Regions from separate parts of the Gasterosteus aculeatus genome. Here region 1 is linked to region 2. A link is a contact called in public Hi-C data. All regions are on one chromosome and are shown on one strand. The core of a region is the stretch at or near the end of the contact, and the rest is flanking DNA. Distances in the headings are between cores, read along the strand shown. Region 1 holds the start of trabd2b (TraB domain containing 2B). Region 2 overlaps trabd2b (TraB domain containing 2B).

Region 1 (4,640 bases), core at 592-3,091, 47 kb before region 2:
AGGCACGGAGCCCCAAGGACAAGAAGACACATGATTCCTTCGTGCTGCAGGGCCACAAACATTAACAAGGTCTTTTCACTCTCTCCTTCCCTGCTCCCTATTGCTCCCATCTGGGGTACAAAAATGGATACGCAAGGTTAATAAAAGTGTTGGAAAGCACAAGTATCAGTTACAGATATGCTTTAACGTTTTGAAAGTACCTGTCTATCAGGACGGGCTCTCTTTCTTTCAACTTCTCCCTATAACGTCTCCCCAGATGTGCGTTTCTGCAGCGCGCTAACAGGACATTAACTGTTAAAGTCTTCTTTCGTCCACGGCTATATGCGCACCGCGCTGTAAGCGCTGGCCCCCGTCCAGGAATCTCCAGCAGCCAGACGCTCATAAGTCCTCCTCCAACCGGCCAAGAATGTGGAAAAGCTCCTTCAAAGAGAAGCCCAAATGCAAGGTGTGGTACCTGAGTACCTGAGTCCACAGGTGGTCACATTAGAGCGAAAGCGCTAACTGAAATCCCACACCGGTCAGAGAGGCCAGGAGGAGAAGATGTGATCAGATCGACGTGAATGTGTTACGTGCGGCTCTTGGGACTCAGGAAAAAGGGTTGAGGTCGCCTTGGACTGGTCCATTTTGCAGATGTATAAAACAAAGAAATATCAACTCTTCAGCGTTTCGAATTCGCAGAGCTTGATGAATGGCGCCCAATAAAAGAAGTCAGAGGGTCAAAGGGCAGAAGTGTCACAGTTTTACAACGTGAAACTGTGTTAAACGACAAGCTGATCAAAGACACTGTGCAGAAACGCCCCGATCCGCCTCATCTGAACGCGAAATTGGGCAACGAGCCACAGAGACGGTCGGCCGCTAACAAAGCTGCTTAGTAAGAAAAGCGAGAGCAGGCGGCGGCGAGAAGACGAGTGGAGAACACGGCCGAGGACAAAGGGCTGCTTGTCCGACTGCAGGGAGGGGCCCGGTGCCACTTTTTTGAGGGGTCTCTCCGTGATAAATTTCCCCAGTATACTTGACTCTGTCACATTGTCTGCCACTTGGACAATCACCGAGGTCACGGCGGAGTAGTGGACTCCACACCGTGACCGATCTGAAGAGGAGTGCTGGACTGAAAGTAAACAAAACACTTCTCACAGTTGTCTTTACACTGACCCGTTTATTAATGACGGATATAAGGTATAAATTCTCTGCCGCAGTGGGACGCTCATACAAATGAAGGGCTGCGGGGTTGTCAAACAGAGAAGGACAAAGACGGATGTGATCGTCCTGGAGAGGAAGCACATGACGACACGCAAAATAGTGCTTATTTACATCTTTGGAATGGCTGTGTTGAAAACCAAAAACAAACTGAAACGTGGGCTGCCAGCACGTGTTTGTCAACTGACCTCATGGATCTGTGTGGTTGGTAAGTTTTCTTTAAAGAGCTGCAGAAATCTGTTTCAACTTAACTGAAATGAGGCTAAAAAATATATTTGTATTATTATTATTATTTTCTAAATGTAATTTTTAATCTTGAAGCCGTTTAACACTAACGTATTTATTAAATACATTTCATCAAGTTCAATAAGTAATTGATTTCTTAATTTGTTGAATTAAAACGTTGAAAAAGAGAAATACTAAGCAACCACATAAACCCCTTATTGATTATATTTATACTTTATAACTTTATAAAATACTAAAGTCAGACTTTATGACGGGAATAACATCAAGTTGAATGAGGCAATATCTAATCTTACCCTTCACGACGTTGGAAGAACATTCGTCCACCGCTCAGGACTGTGGGGTCTGTCTGGTGTCAGGAGGGGGGGGGGGGAGTACTCAGGTCGTCCCACCTCCCTCTCTTCCAGGCAAGACGCTCCTAACTTGCGGAGCGCACTGCGGAAACTCTCCAAAGAGTCTTGAGCCGCTCCTGCTTCCCAGCTCTGCACCGAGTAGAAAGAGAGACAGAAACCGTCCAAAAAAACAGTCCCAGGCGGGAAGAAGTAGCCTAGAGGTCGGGGATGTTCCTCCAGCGGCGCGCCACATCTGAGCCGAGAGGCCACCGGCAACGGGTTTAATCTGCATTTATTATACGTATCATTCCAGAGGAGAGACGACTTGGAAGAAAGTGCAAAGGAGGCGACCGAGAGCCGACCGACTCGCAGCGTCCCGTCACCTCGGCACCATGGTCCGCCTGCCGGGATCCAGCTTGGCGCTCCTGTGCGCTCTGCTGCACGCGGTGGCCCCCTGGGGCGCGCACCGACCGGACAGACCGAAGCAGTGCGACGCACCGCAGTCGGTGAGTCGTGGGGGTCTTTTTTTTGGGTTCGTCGTCTCATTTGATCGTTCTACCTCTCTGTTATCCAGAAAGTTAATGGTTAACGGTCACACTTGTTGTCGGCATCCAAATGGAATTGTTTCCTTAAAAACGTGCAGATGGAGAAATAACAGTGAAACTATTAGTCATTTTGGAATGAATCGGCGGGATGGCAAAATCACAAAATCATTTATCATAATTGTGCAAAGAATGAGGTCAAATATTACGACATTTTACACATCTGAACTTTTTTTATAAGCATAAGCGTATGAAAATATAAGTTTTAATTGCACTATCAATGGAAATTGATAGAATAGCCTATGATAATATTACCAATAAAAATAGACTGCAGTAATATTATATTATTATGTGCAGTGATCAAACACAGCCGCCTTGTCTCCTCAGACGTGTAAAGAAGTTCAGGTATTTCAGAACCGACGCATTAAATGAAATCACTAGAAGAAATGCGGGAAAGCAGCTGCCGAGAGAAATTGTTAAAGCTTCACAACTTTGTGGCTGTTTATGTGACAAACGCAGGAGGGGAACACCCGGGGCCGACTTGACTTCATTTGGAAAAGTTTCACTGACCCTACAAACGTGCTCATGTTTCAGCGAATCTATCTGCGCATATTGGTAAAATTATGGATGTGGCTTGAACCGTCTCCCACCGCGAAAGCATCCTCTCCACGAAGGAGGGGAGAGTTTATTAAAATCAAGAAGCAGACTTCTGGGGTCAAATTAAAAAACTCAGCGACAGGCGTTTTTTTTTTTTTTAAATACGACACTTGTGCCCGCGGCGTCTTTTCAAGATCACATGGTGTTGTTTGATTAGTCCGTTTAGTTCTTGGGGCCGATGATGGATCTGGTGTGAGAGATCACCGAAGGCTTCGTGTGATTTGCAACGCGTCAGTGCAGTGCTCTCTGTTTTCTGTTAAGAGTAATTACCCCATAAAAAAGGAGCTCTGCGCGTCAAAGCTCCCCAGAAAAGTCCACGCGCCTTTAGCGGAGTGGGGATCTGGCCTCTCCCGCAGGACACGTACCACGCTCTCCACGTCGAAAAGTCGTTATTTTACGGAGCAGGCCTCTGTGCACGCGTGCACGTTAACGGTTGACAAGATGCTGCAAAAAAACAAAACAGAAATACGACGCAGAGTGCGCTGACGCGTCTCATGCCATCCAACGTGCGTCAGTCTGCGGCGTGGGCTGCTCCCCGAGTTAGACGCACGCCATTGAAAGGTTTTTGGTGTATCTGCAAGGCCGCCCTGAGAAATGACTGAACGCTCATTTTAGTTCATTATGAAGATAGCAGAACATCCCATTTGATGACTCCACTGGCCCTTTGGCAAACATATTTGACAACGTAGACAACATTGGCAGCGTGCACTATAATTTGAACCCATGTTGAAGCAAATCTTGATTAAATTTGAGAAGTTAACATTTACTAAGAATAACTTTATTGTACAGTAATGGGTTTCATCCCTCAAACGCCTGATTACAGTGTCTTAAGAGCCAGAAGTTGAATATTGTTTATAGAAGTTCATTTTTTTCTTCATATTAATGCCAACATCAAAGTCGTAACACATGCGCAACACATTTGTGGAGCACTTAACAAGAAACATATTTTGCGACGCAATGCGGCCCTCGTGCTCATTTAGAATGGTGCTGATTGTTTCCTTTCCACTGTGACATTGTTCAAATGATAACAGCACCAGACACGTCCAGCAACGTAAACCGTACGGGACAAAAACCGCGCCGAACCTGAGGCTGTCAGCACCCGGTCTCTCCGCCTGGTGTAAAACATCTCACAAACAAAAGTATCACAGTTGGGGTCACGATGGAGGGCAGGTTTCTTTCAGCTTTTGGTTTTTATGAGCTCTGAGCGCCGTGTATTTGCACTGCAGCCTTCAAAACGCTTCCCGGCCCAGAAGAGGCATTGGCAACCGAGGTATGCGCCTCAACAATACACGGGGGTCTGTTCACAGCCCCAAAGGCCGCTCTATAAACCCCCCAGCAGCAAACCCCCGAGCTGACTATATGCATCATCTCAAAAAAGTGCTAACGCGTTGAGCCGAGCCAATGAGTCACAATACAGGAACAATGTGTCGGCTGTAGTTGAATTTCTCTTTCCCCCCTTTAATGTATTCTTTCCTTCCGTCTCCTCCACAGCAAAGCGACATGAACTCTTTCCTGTGGAGAGTAAACCGTGCGCCTCCTCACCCACCTTCTTACTTATTCGGCACCATCCACGTGCCCTACACGCGGGTCTGGGACTTCATCGCCGACAGGTCCAAGCAGGCTTTCCACAGCAGCCGCAACGTGTTCTTTGAGCTGGACCTGACCGACC
Region 2 (4,702 bases), core at 558-3,057:
GAGGGATGCAGCGTGCCAAAGGAGGGTTGTACTTAATGCCTCAATCTGTGTGTGTGTGTGTGTGTGTGTGTGTGTGTGTGTGTGTGAAATCCCATCCCTTGGCACAGAGCAGCTGTCACCTTACATATTGATCTGTGGTTCTGTGAAGAAGCAGTACAGAAAGACACTTGAATCAGGGAGAATTTGTCCATCCAGTAACTTCTCCGTGCAAACCGCGGCCGTAAACACGGACTCCCTGTTGGCCGACGCCCTGTTTTGCAGAGTTGTGGGTTTTTTAGAAAAAGTGGTTCTGGCGTCAAAACTGACCAGTGGACAGACTTACTGTGGTCACACACACACACACACACACACTTATACGTGTGCACAGACACTTTCAGCTTCCTGATAGAAGTTGACAAGCCAGCCAAGGAAAAACACCACAAGATGGCTGACTGAGAGGCGTTTAGGGAAGCTGTTAGCCTCAGAGCGGCAGCCTAAGGAGAGCGTTTTTATCACCTGACTGACGGAGGAGTGGATGGGGGGGCGGTTGGGGTTCTTTAGGTGTTCTAGATTAAAACAGTCACATTCAAGCCATATTGACAGTTTTTGGAACGAGAGGAGAAAGGATGACTAACGGGGGAAGAAAAAAAGGTTTCTCAAAGAGAGGTCAGCAGTTCTGGGTGGTCCGCTTCGGACAGACGGCGGTTCTGATGCACCAGTACGGTCACTGTTATTTCTGCCCGTCGGTACAGCGTTTATAGCGCAAGGCGTCTTGATTGAAGTAAAGAGACGTGCAGAACGCAAAGGTGGTCCGAAACCACTGAGCGCTAAACTTCCAAAAGAGGAGCGGTCTTGTATCTGATTGTTTTTCATCTGTGAGTCTAAAGCTTTTCAGCGAAATACCTACAGATCACGTGGTCCAAACACCCCAGAGGGGGCTTTTTCCTTGAGGACAATTTGACTCCACCTCCTCTCCGTCTGTTTTTTCCTCCCGCTGCAGGGGCGAAGCGGTGCAAGAGCCTCCGGCACGGTCCGGCGAGGAGGGCGCCGGCACGTCGCCCCCCGACGGCTGGCCGGCCGCTCCGTCGGAGGCGGGGCTCGAGGCGGACTACGCGGAGGGCGAGCGCGGCCTCGGAGACGACGAGCCGCCTCACATCCTCCTCCCCGACAGCCTGAGCCAGCTGGAGGAGTTTGGGCGACACAAGAGGCCTCGCAAGGCCCACCGCGGCCACGGGAGGCCCCGCCTCTTCAGCGACCTGTGGGTCCGCATCGGCGACAGGTGAGATACGTCTCTTGTGATCGGTGATTTCCAGCCCCTCCCCCTTCCCACGAGCACGCCAGAACAACCGCGATCTCCTCTTCCCTGCAGCACTACTCCACCACCTCATGTGAGGATAATCAACGGCTACGTGACGGCGGAGCCGCCGAGGACCCATCAAGAGCAGCACAGACGGACGGAGGTCTCCGCCACGGGGCCGCAGCACGGCCCGACTTCCCCCCCGCCCCCGGTGGACGATGCCGGCGCCGCCCGCCGCCCGCTCACGCCGTCCTGCATGGTGGCCTGGCTGCTAATACACGGGCTGCTCGCCTCCTGACCGCAGAGCCGGGCGCCGCCTCAAAGACAAAATGCCGCAGATAGAACCGCCTCCAGAGGACGACCTCCGTTGATGGGGAGGGGGTGGAGGGGGGATCAGCTACGCCCTCCTCCCCCTCCCCGCAGAGGCCTCCGCCTGCTTTTCAGTGTGTCAAACTGAGCGGGACGAGCTCTGAGCCTGTGTTCTATTACGGTAGAATAAAAACTGTCATACTTGTGTAGAAAAGTAGGACGATAACTATGAGAGTAGGACCTACTAATAAATTGTAGCTCTGTGATGAACGAGGTCAATACGGTCGGACAGTACTGCGGTGGAGCACTTTGTGCCACTGGTCTTTCTTTTGTAAATTGTTCATTTTGTTCATAAAAAATAAGAATATTGTATATTTATTATTTCTGGAAGAAAACAGTATATTTTCTGGCTTTTTGAAGACAAATAAGGAAATAAATAAACTTTAAAATCATTTGAAGTGTGTGAAGATGATCTTTCCTCAATAAAAGGGGGGGGGGGTGCTCGCGTGCAACAGGTGATCTAAACCTGCCACCTGCTGGATGGAACGAGGACAACATCATTCCCCGTTGCCTCCACTACAGTTGCTTTGGACCAAGTGCCACTTGTCCTGCATCACAGAATGAAAACCGGACCGCAGGAACAAACCGGCAGGAAGTCGCAGACGGGCAGGCAGCGTTTCCCTCAGAGGAACAGGAAGCCACATTAAATCCATCAGGCAGAGCCGTGATCAGCCCCAGCTGACCTTGACCCCCAGGCGCTCCAGCAGAACTACAAAGTGGTGAAAAACAGAATGTTCCCCTTGTATGATGTCAACGTACAGCCCGAACATTCAATTCAAGTGGAACCAACTAAACGTGCGGCCCTGCTGCAGTTGTGCCGTTTGCCACCAGGTGGCGGAATCGTCACAGAAGAACCTCATTACCAGCTCATGAGCACTGACCTGCAGAGGAAGGCACCGCTTCATGGACAACATAACGGTGTAGAAAATATTCATATTCGAGCCCAAATCTCGACATTTACATATTTACGTTATATTCATTCCAATAATATATTATTTTTTGCAGTTTGATAAGCCAATTAAAACTGGACCTACTGATCCAATTCCAACTAGCTTATTGTAATGTGTTTTGAAATCATAACATTAGAGACATAAAATACATTCTCAAACTATTGATGTCAAAAATAATGAAGACATAAATAATCTGACATAAAAAGCAAAAACTCTGCTTTGCTTTTGGTTCTCATAATCTCATAATAACACTGAAAGGAATGTTATGGCTTGCTTCAGTCACTTTTATGCTATTTTGATAATTAAATCATCAGGATAGATTTTACGGACTACAACGTGTGCTGTGAAAGCACAGTTTCACAAAACAACAAAGGATCCAATGTAAAGATCCAAATGAATACTTCAAATAAATATAGCCAACATTCTCAATAAAGTGTAAAGTATATCCCTCGCTAACTTGATTAACTGGCAAAGAATAAGTGAAATAAGAAGAAATATTAAGTTCATTTTAGTTAATAAAGTTATTTTTTGATATAAGTTTAAACTTATACCAAAAACACCTGAGATGTTTTAATGAAATCCTTTTAATCTATACGTATAATTTCAGAGCGAATTTTGTTGCATTATTAACTTCACTTTGTAGCTTTCAATCGAGCGTTTAACAGTTTCCTCTTCAACAGAGAAAAAGGGACGTTTTTTAGAACAAACAGCCTTTTCGCCCCTTAAGCCAAGACAGGACAATATTTGCCTTAGCTAGAATACCATTTTCCCTGGACTTTGGGGTGTTGTTTGAAGGAGTGGGGGCCTTGACAGGGCGCTTTGAGGGCTGACCCTCACTCTGCCGGGGACACGCCGCCCGCCGCATATAAATAAAAGATTACAGTGGAAAATCAATTTCTGAGCAAACTCATTAAAAATGCCCCTCGCCTTAAATGATTCCCATTTCCTTCCATTCAACCTGTTAATGCCCGGCTATCCCTGAGACCGAGCACCCCTTCATCCTCCCTTTACCTCCCTGTTGCTCCCCCAACCCGCACCCCCCCGGTGGAGATTACGTGCACAAGTCGTTTTTTGCCCTTTGATTTGCGCCGTTTCACAAATGAAGGTTAAGTTTGTTTAACCGTGCCGGATTTGCCAGTCATGTTAAAGCATATAATGTGGCAGGTCCTCGGTTTCACCGCACACCTCCGACACCCCCTGGCCTGCCTCCTCCCTCCCTCCCTATCTCCTTCCCTGTTTGCCTGGGCCTCTTCGGAGGGGGTGGGGGGGGGTCTGGAGGGAGGCTCCAAGGTTAAGGCTTACTGAGCCTGAGGAGGCCTGCAGTGGATCACGATTCAGACCCATTGACTAGAATGAGGGGACCAGAAGAAACATTTTAAAATCCCCCCTCTGGTAACAGGATTAGGAATCAAACTGCTGTGTTTTCCCCGGCGGGATGTTATGGTGCCGCCGTCGGTAAGTCGCCGAGGCGATGGAGCCAACGAACCGGAGCAAGATAAAGGAAGCAGTTGTTGTTTTTTAACTCTCTTTCCAAGCAACACGCCGCATTGTTTCATTCTCCTGCCGAATTACTGAAGAAAATATATAAATCGATGATGCACAACAGCGAAAGACACACACGCGCAGGAGTGCTTTCACGCGGCGGCGCCTTGGCCTCGTCTTCGATCAATACCTGACGAGAGAGGGAAAGTCGCCGGGGGGCCAAGGTGAGCATTGATCTCGGAGGGGGGGGAGAGGGGGGAGAGCCGTCCGGAGCATTCTAAGTGTGCGAAGCCAATGGGCACTAAACGGCGGAGGAGGGGTCCGACACAATGCACGGCCGAGCGCATTGTCTCCCGCCTAGTTGGGTCTGCAGCAGCCTGCCACGCTGAGGGAGAGGGGGGGAGAGGGGGGGGTATCTGTAGCTGCTCGTTGCAGAGGGACGCTCACCGCATCCTGTGCGGCGGACGGTCACCCCCACATCTCGCTTTGATTCTCGGTCTAGCCCGACGGCAGCCATAAAGCTTTGGAGAAGGAGTGGGTGGGGGGCAAAGTGTGTTTAGCCGCGCAGATAGCACTTCCTCCCTTCAGATAATCCCGCTGATAGCCGAGAGAGGTGTTCGGGGGG

The links. A called contact is a pair of places that touch in the nucleus more often than the background predicts.
Region 1: a Hi-C map of whole body shows a contact between it and region 2, with 5 times the contacts expected there. The contact joins the promoter of trabd2b here to the enhancer-like site in region 2. A contact is called at or near these places in 4 of 6 Hi-C or Micro-C datasets (liver, skeletal muscle and whole body).

The regions. Positions count from the first base shown.
Region 1 is chr8:18,101,789-18,106,428 of fGasAcu3.hap1.1, reverse strand. trabd2b (TraB domain containing 2B) reads left to right here and starts at 1,841. Exons shown (of 7, transcript XM_078108511.1): 1 at 1,841-2,278; 2 at 4,463-4,640. The coding sequence starts at 2,165.
Region 2 is chr8:18,054,801-18,059,502 of fGasAcu3.hap1.1, reverse strand. It overlaps trabd2b (TraB domain containing 2B), which reads left to right. Exons shown (of 7, transcript XM_078108511.1): 6 at 980-1,258; 7 at 1,349-2,037. The coding sequence ends at 1,574. Among protein-coding and RNA genes, the nearest start is that of trabd2b, 47 kb to the left of the region's middle. Within about 2 kb of position 1,807, at least 2 of the 9 cell types and tissues checked have open chromatin away from gene starts, as enhancers often do.